2 separate regions of the Acanthopagrus latus genome follow, and region 2 is linked to region 1. The links are chromatin contacts, called in public Hi-C maps. All regions are on one chromosome and are shown on one strand. The core of a region is the stretch at or near the end of the contact, and the rest is flanking DNA. Distances in the headings are between cores, read along the strand shown. Region 1 holds the start of LOC119015564 (cytoplasmic dynein 1 intermediate chain 1). Region 2 holds the start of dlx5a (homeobox protein Dlx5a).

Region 1 (4,535 bases), core at 244-2,743:
ACTATTTATCTATTATATTCTCATTAAATGAAAAAATACTGACAACTACAGTACACAAAAAGAGGCTTCTTTAGTTCTAACTAACTGGAGAGGAGTTGCAGTCGAGTTTCAGAGCACTCTGGATGAGAGGTGAAATGTCGTCAAGTCACTGAAACATGTCCAGCTGCCCACAGTGCAGCACATGGAACTGAATACATGAACAAAAATGATCACACACAGGTCATTCAAGTCCTCATGTCACATGAAAAGTCAAGTCACAAGTCTTTCATTTCCAAGTCCATGTTGAGTCTTTAGTAGTTTATTTTCTGTCAAGTCTTATTGCAAGACATCAAAACAGTGACTGGAGTCGACTCCAGTGACTCCAGACTACATCTCTGCTTTATTACAGATTTAACTACCCAGCGGTACAAACAAGTACGACTGAAACAATTCATCAGATGGTAGAACTTTAATTGGCAACTATCTGATATCTGTAAATGTCATTTTTCATGCAAAAAAAGAGAAAAGAAATATTACAGTTTACAAGAGATGTATGACATTTGGCCTAACTGACAGAATGGCACAGTACGAAAAGCTCAGGCAGTGTCAGGACATTAAGACAAATAGTGAGGAAAGTTTGTAGGAAGAGGTGTGAGTTATGAATAGAAAGATATGTGGGTGCAGAAGGAAGTGAAGTTGTGCTAACAAAACTAAGTTACACATGTGGTGGCTCTTATTACATCAAAGTCAGAATGAGGAAGTGTACTTAATGGATCTGCGTCAAAAACTTTAACCTAATTGGAGGAAAAGATGTGATCCAGGCCCGAGCACTTAAATTATGTAGGAGCAGTAAAACCTTATCTGTGTGTACCATAACAGCTGAGACAGGAGAACTGCCACTAAACATAGAGAACAAGTCTTGGTCATCACCCAACCTAAAGCCTGCTGGGAACAGGAGAGAACATCACAGACAGCAGCAAGAGACCAGAAAACAAGTTTGTTTTCCAGATGGGATAAAGCTTATTGAGCCTGTGAGGGTACTATAATCTCTGATGGTAGATTTGGAATCGCTTCAAATTGAGGGAAGAAATAAAAGCGCAGACTGACAGACACCATTAAGCAGGTGTTTACCTGACAGAGTAATGACAGGGGATAAAGATAGCATTAGGGTCACATTGATTTGGGCTCCTGCTGATATGGTTGCTTTCAAAATTAGGCATTATAGGGAGGAAAATCATTAAAGAGGGGCAACACAGGGTGCCAGCTGTTATTAAAACAAAAAGAAGAAGAAGAAGAAGAAGAAGAAGAGCTACTAAAATATAAAGACATCTGCATCAAACTTTCAAAATCAGAATTCAGGACATTATATTGAAGAAAATAATAATTAAGAAGCAGTGAGGTCCAGACGTGGCAGTAATACAACACTGAGGATGCCAGCACCGATAAACATCGAAGAAGTAGAAGAAGAAGAAGAAGAAGAAGAAGAAGAAGAAGAACAAGACGAAGAACAAGAAGAAGAAGCCTCCGAACTGTAAAACAGCATAATCTTTTATTACAGCATCCCCTACCGACGAGTTTATCGAAATACCTTTACATTATTTCAAATTTTCAACGCTTGTCGAATTATTTTGAAAATATGATTTCTAAGACAATACGGGTCCTCGTTGAGGACATACTTGAACCAACCGTTGCAACGTAGCTAACTGACGTTGCTGCGTCACTTTTTAGGTTTTAAACATGTCGGCTGACTAAAACTCATCAGGAATGTTTTCAACCGCGAGTTTCATCTTTTCTACCCGTCCAACAACTTCCCAGACGGTGTGTTATGGTTAAGTAATGTCTGAAAAGTATTGACAGTTGTTTATTATTAATCAGTTTGGGTCACTCCAGCGCATTTCTCCAAATGTCCAGAAGATGGCGGCGTTGCAAAAGCCACGAGACGATGACGGTGCGTGTCGGAGGAGGAGGTGGGATTTCCTCTCCTCCTGCTCAGCATCATCCTACTCTTCACAGGGATGTATCGGCGTGCCGTGCACCTGTTTTATGTCTTATTTGGGTCATCGCCCGCTGACATGCTCCGTTTCAACCAGTGTCTCCAATAGCCACACGAAAAGGTTCCGACGACCTGTTCGGTGGAGCCGGGAGGCCTCGATTGATCTGCTTTCTTTCGGGGCGCAGCCGTGAGACAGCATCTTTGCCGGGTGACACATCATTATCAGTGCGAGTGGACAAGGTACGAGTGAGACAATAACAGAGCCTCATACGGTTATCTGAGATAAAACAGTCCCTTTGTTGTTGGGTCTACGTTGCCAGGATCAATTATAGTATTTATTTCAAGGCCTTAAACGGATTGACGTCAACACAAATAATGTCAAATTTGTGATCAGCTAGCTGCTAATGTATGCATCCCTGCTAGCTTCAGTTAGCTAGTTAAACGACCACGTAAAGGTCTTTTCATTCTTCCTATACTCACAATAATCTATGTGGCTGTGTTTTCTTTATGGTTATTATGTAAATCCAATATCTTCCATGTTGTACCTGCGTACATACAGAGTACATACATATATTAATCTCCCATTTATTGTCACAAATACCTTTGACAAACCCCCTAGGGTCAAGTCTGCTCCAGTCATTTGCATTGTCTGGGATGTAGGGATGTGACACTGGCCTAATACCCAGCAGATCACTGGTCTGGGTGCAGACTGCTGTAAATAGGTAGCTCACCTTTCTGTAATAACTCACTGCATAGTCAGTGAGGCTGAGACTAGCATCATATGTTTCTCTCCACTTAGGCTCAGTTATCTTCTGAATTAATCACACTAGTATTCAGTTCTATGTTTAGTTCTATATGCCATCTTTCTACAGTACGCTCACATTTGGGGAGTATTTGACAACTATCTTGATCAACGAGGGAAGTGAACAGAAGAAGAAGAGGCCGTCTAAATATAGCCCACATACACTGGACTAGTTCTGCAGGAATAGACATTCAAGTGACATGCCAATGTGAGAGTCCCTCTCGGCTCAGTGTGGCCTGGTATCAACAGCAGTTTTGCCAATATCAAGTCTTTGTATCTGCCACACCCAGCAGGCTCTGTGAAGCATCACTGAAGCTCCCTGGATAAACCTGTGCTCCTCTGTACGATATCATATAACAGTGAGATCGTGGCACATGGTGACATTGCCATACATAGCTCATCCCTGTTCGATCCTCTTCCTCCCTTGAAGCCCGACAGGACGCCATGTCGGACAAAAGTGACCTAAAAGCGGAGCTGGAGCGCAAGAAGCAGCGTCTCGCCCAAATCAGAGAGGAGAAAAAGAGAAAGGAGGAGGAGAGGAAGAAGAAAGAGGTAAGAAAAAAAGTGAGTAACTTCATACAACTGGCACTCATACCGTATGGCACTCTAGTGTGTGTTGTTTGTGTGTTCGATTGCTTTTTGTCAGGCCGTGACACAAAAAAGGCTGAGGTTGTGTGTGTCCGTGCGTGCATACAAACATCTCTGTGTGTGCAGAAGGTTGGTCTTGGAATTCTTGATCAAAATGTGCATGCACGTGCATGTTTTAGTTCGTTCTATGACACGTGATGGATGAGCTGACACTTCTCTATGTATCCTGAGCAGTCAGAGAGCCAGCAGAAGAGGGAGATGACCCCAGAGGATTCAGACTTAGACCGTAAGCGCAGAGAGACTGAGGCCCTGCTGCAGAGTATCGGCATCTCACCGGAGCCTCCTCTAGGTACATGATGGTCTAAACAATAAATGATTTCCCAAAAGTTCTTTCATTGTTCTCTTGTGACTCTTCTGCAAAAGGTTTAGTTAGCAGTTACAACTTTACCTATATTAAATTACACTAAACTTCATTAATAACAGTCTCCGAAGAACACTTTAACACTGACCTCAGCATTCAGAAGAAATAATCTGCTTTTTTTAATAAGCCCACATGAATTGAGAAGAGTTTGCTGCTCTTCACTTTACTTGTGCCACAGTCACCTCCAGTAAGCTGGGAGCACTGTGCTCTAGTGGTCGGAAACTGTAACAACACCTTCATCAACACCTCAAAATTGGGTCACTGCTACACCTGTTATCAGCTTAAGTTATTTATAAAGCACCCTTAAACGAAGCTGAGTACGAATGAATAATAAATACAACATCAGCATTTAATGCCCTGCCTTCCCTCTCCTTCTTTTAATAATTTTATTTGTCCATCTCTCGTTCACTACTTGCTTTTCATCACAATTTCTTTGAGCAGTCCATTCTTTACAGCCTTTAATGTTGGACTCATGTTATTTTCATTATTTAGTCCCGACCCCTGTGTCCCCATCCAAATCAGTGAGCACGCCCAGCGAGACGGGGAGCCAGGACTCAGCTGATGGAGGAGCAGCAAGCAGGTAACATAGTGCACTCAGTACCAAAGTTCAGTGTCCTGGACTGAAGTGTGGACTCTTTGTTTGTACGGTTAAGAAATATCCTTTTTTGAATTACAAAGCAAAAAAAAAAAAAAAAAAATTACCTCACTATTTTTCTAAACAGTGAAACATAAGTAAATGCTAGAAACACTTT
Region 2 (4,446 bases), core at 1,282-3,781, 160 kb after region 1:
AACCAATCATGTTAAAAAACACCTGCATTCAATTAAGGTGAGTGCAGTTATTATGTGACACAGCGTCACGTGGACGCCATGTTTCCTCTGAGCCTACAAACATTTTCTCTTTGTGTTTAATAAATTCATTTTCCTGCCACACAGTCGCAGTAAACGAGGACTAAACTTCTTCTGATCACAAAGAAAATGAAGCCGAATTTCTCACAAGAAGCCAGATTTTGTTCCTCACCATCTCACAAGGTGAATGTGAAATGTGTCTTTGCTCAAAATGAAAAATGGAGAAAATAACGCGGTGCGCGTGTTCTGTCGGAGCCACTGGCGATGAGAACGAGCAGGGTTAGATTTACGACAGGTTCACCTGCGCGCTGAGCGGCCGTGATTTACACCCCGCCGCGGAAAATGTCACCTGAGGCTCCCGGACATTATTTATGTGCGTGAGTCTTTGTCGTGATGTTCAGTGTACACAGCAGAGGGTCACAAACACAAGAGACTGCAGCGAGGCCGGAGGTGTTCAAAGTTCCATTGTCCATTTAAACGTTTAATAGTCTTCCAAAATGCAATAAATTACATGCACACATTTACACATTTTACACGTTTTCTTCTATGACTGTCATCAAATACATTGCATATTCCTCTGAAATTTGAACACGAGTCCCATAGAAGGAGAGAAAAAAAAAAGATTTGAAATGAACAACAGGGTTTTTTTTTTCTTTCTTTTCTCAATATAACGTCCCCGCTCCAAGAGCCAACGAGTGCTGTATCGAGTTAGGGGTCTGCAGGTGGGCCGCCATGGAGCTGCCGGCTGAGGTGTACCACGACCCCGAGGTTTCCAAAAAGTTAGAAGCCGTCGTGTTGATGCTTTGTGGCTGTAGGCTGTGCGGCCTGGAGGGGCCCTGTGTGTCCCAGACGGCCGGGGACTGTGGGGAGTTGCACGCCATGGGGTCGCTGGAGCTGGGGCTGTGCTCCGGTGGAAGCTCGCCGTTTTTCATGATCTTCTTCAATTTTGATCTCCTGTTCTGGAACCAGATTTTGACCTGGGAAGGAGAAAAAAAGCAGCGACATTAAAATCTCGCAGAATTCACAGAAAACACTGGATTTAGTGGAGGCGCGGTGCGTAAAGGCGCACGGGAACAACGCTCTCCGAAACGGGCATTATTTTTAAACGACAAGGATTTTTTAAAATATTCTAAAATGAAAAGAAAGCAAAACAACAAAAATGTGTCAGACAAGAATTCGATGTAGAAATCCCACCTGTGTTTGCGTGAGTCCCAGCGAGGCGGCCAGCTCGGCTCTCTCCGGCAGCGCCAGGTACTGTGTGTTCTGAAAGCGCCTCTGCAGGGCGGCCAGCTGGAAGCTCGAGTAGATCGTCCGGGGTTTCCTCACTTTCTTCGGCTTGCCGTTCACCATCCTCACCTCGGGCTCGTTTATCTCTTTTTCTGTAGAAAATAACCGTAACGAGAATCAAACTGTGTGCTCAAAACAACGTGATCTTTTTTATTTTATTTTATTTTATTTTATTTTATTTCTACACAGTTGTGACAAGAATCCTCGCCATTGTCTCTAAATTCCAAATAAATCAAATTCCATAAACCAAATTATAACAAGCAGGACACAAAGGAAAGCACGTGCATTCTCATAATGATTAAAAATAACTTTAAATTACTTTGTATTTAATTATTAAGTAGCATTTAAATCCGTATTTAAACATTTTAACTCCAAAATGCGCATTTCTTGTTTTTTTTTTTACGCGCGAGTAAAAGCCAGAAAAAACGCAAAGAAATTATAAAATAAGCTGCAAAATTTGACGTTTCGGTTGTTTAAGAAGTTTTCGGTGACATCCACCAATAATCTGCTCTTGTTTCAAAGGATAAATGTGCGGCCCGTACCTTGTGGACTCGGCTGGGCTTGCACTCTGCTGTAAGTCCCAGCGTACTGGTGGTAGGCGGGGGTCGTGTACGAGCTGTAATCAGTGTAGGATTTTGTCGAGTAATTTCCAGCGGATCCATTTACACCCGGGTACTGGTACTGGTAGGCATTGAGCGGCTTCCCGTACGAGCTGGAGCTGGGCGAGCAGTAGCCGTGAGTGACTCCAGCGGCGGGACTGTAGTAGCCAGAATCCGTGGCGGTGGACTCGGGTAAAGTAGGAGATTCCTGAGACGGATGGTGCATGGTGGAGAGTTGAAAGGAGCTCTGGAAGTCTGCAGGTTTCACACTCGGGATCCTCCGGTCGAATACTCCAGTCATACTTCGAGAAGAAACGCGTGGGATTGTTTTTATTTTATCTGCGACAGCAACAAAAAACGAGGCAGTCTTGACTCCAGAGTGGTGAGAAAACTACACTGGCATTGTTGAAAGGCTCTCGGGCCGTCGGGCTCTGGTGAAGACTGCAGCCAGCCCCGCAGCAAAGACTTGGTTAAATCCTAAATCGCGCTCTTACGCACTGCAGGGAGGATCTGGTTCCATTGGCCAAGGCGCACACAGACACAGCTACACCCAATTCACTCAGCCAGCTTTCTTATAGGGGGGAAACCACCCGGGCTATGTGCCTGGCTGCATTGTTGTGTTTTTATACTATCAATCAATGGGAGCAATTAAAGTCTTGGCCGTGTGGCCAATCCACGTTTTCAGGGGGATGAATTAGAGGGGACAAAACCTCATTAACAAAAAGGCCTCCTGCTGCACGACCGGACGATTATTACGATTGTCTTCATTATTCTTTATTTATGCATTTTATTAAAACAGACTCGACGTAATTCCATGAACGTTTCCAGGCCACACAACGAGGAAATAACAGCGTGAAATCAAACGTCACATTAAAGAGAATTAAGACACAAATAAAACACAACAGTTCTGGATTATCGCTGCGCTCACTGCACGGTGACTGAACCTGATCACATTCTATACAAAGCGTCCCTGAGAACACAGTTTATCATTTAACAAGGTGTTAATGTCCAATATGTACATTTACATCAGATCCAGTGTAGTTATGCGCCTTGTATAACATATTTGACATCACTCACAATTGTTTCACACATGAACAATTTCCCAAATCCACCCGGCTGCTCTTTGATTGGGATGTGGGCTCATCATTGATGCCAACATTGACCGGGTTTCCACAAAGGGATCATTAAAGATTCATCTTATCTCATCTCATCTCAGAAGCTGCAGCCCAGCATCACCGCTCAGCCCCTCGCTGCGCACATTGAGTGGTGAGCAGCGCCGACCAGTGGGCGGGCCGAGGAACTGCAGCGCCGAGCTCGACCAGGTGGAAACCCACCGAGAGGAAGATGGACCTGATCTCACCTGGAGGCGGGGATAAGGTGCCACATGCAAACAATGGACAACATTTTAAGGATTTAAATGAAATCTTATTGAGACATAACATAAAACTAAGGTTCAAAGTGCTTTAGGGCGACAGATGTGTGGACAGAAATCTGAGTCAGTGTTCTTTTATTGTCCAACAAACAGGGAAATGTGTCTGCCACAGCAGCAAAGGGACAGAATATTACAAAAAAAAAAAAAAAAGCCTTAACAACAGTAAAAAATAAACAATATAATGAAAAACGTTAGAGGTAATCAACAGTAATGGACACAATAAAGGCTAATTAGCATCACACTGTGCACAGGAAAAATCACTTTCACTTTTCGAGCTGCATTTCAGACATATTTCTAATTCAAGAACAAAAACTCGAAGCTTACGCATAATTACTGTTTAATTTATCTTTTATTTTATTATTTCTTCACGATTCAACACGTTTTGCAAACACATCTTATGATTAAAGTGTTCATTACATTTCACTTCAAGCTCAGTGCTTTCATTCCAAGCTGGGCGTCAGGATTAAGTAGTACAATATGTTTTATATTTTTCCGAGTAGTCTGATCTCACCGAACTGATCCGCGTTGTTTTTTCTTTTATTATTATACCCCGGAAACACTCCCCCCACCGAGGCCTCCAATTTCTTCCTGTGGTGTGTCGCTGGTTCAGAAGGCTTCAGACATTCAGTTTGTTGATTATATATTTGTTTACGGTCTGGCCCATATTTTAACCCACGTGATATACTGTTGTTCCCTTTTTTTTTTTTTTTATCATAAATAAAATGAACTGTGTTTGTGGTTTTTCCATTTGAATTCGGGTCAAGGCTGAGAGCGGGCAGCGTGCGTCTGACGTCACCGAAGAGTTCATTCATCAAGATAGTTCTCCTCCGTTTCACATGAGCAAAAACTGTTGGTCGTTGGAGACGAAAATGCGGCTTGTAACGCTGTAAGTTTGCAGGTTAATAACATGAATGTGGCAGACAAGTTAGCTCATATAAACTGTACGTAAAAAGCACAAATTATACCTTTTGTATTTTTATTTTTATTTTACAGAAGAGCCGACTTTCAATAGAAACATACATCAGACTTTTTTTTAAAATAAAGAATAAATATAATCCACCACATTAAAGT

What was found. A called contact is a pair of places that touch in the nucleus more often than the background predicts.
Region 2: a contact with region 1 is called in a Hi-C map of liver, with 4 times the contacts expected there. The contact joins the promoter of dlx5a here to the promoter of LOC119015564 in region 1. A contact is called at or near these places in 2 of 4 Hi-C or Micro-C datasets (liver and muscle).

The regions. Positions count from the first base shown.
Region 1 is chr3:17,366,109-17,370,643 of fAcaLat1.1, forward strand. LOC119015564 (cytoplasmic dynein 1 intermediate chain 1) reads left to right here and starts at 1,494. Exons shown (of 21, transcript XM_037091664.1): 1 at 1,494-1,510; 2 at 1,708-1,797; 3 at 1,891-2,212; 4 at 3,205-3,338; 5 at 3,597-3,711; 6 at 4,276-4,363. The coding sequence starts at 3,219.
Region 2 is chr3:17,529,458-17,533,903 of fAcaLat1.1, forward strand. dlx5a (homeobox protein Dlx5a) reads right to left here and starts at 2,532. Exons shown (of 3, transcript XM_037092058.1): 1 at 1,887-2,532; 2 at 1,252-1,436; 3 at 507-1,034. The coding sequence starts at 2,244. The coding sequence ends at 720.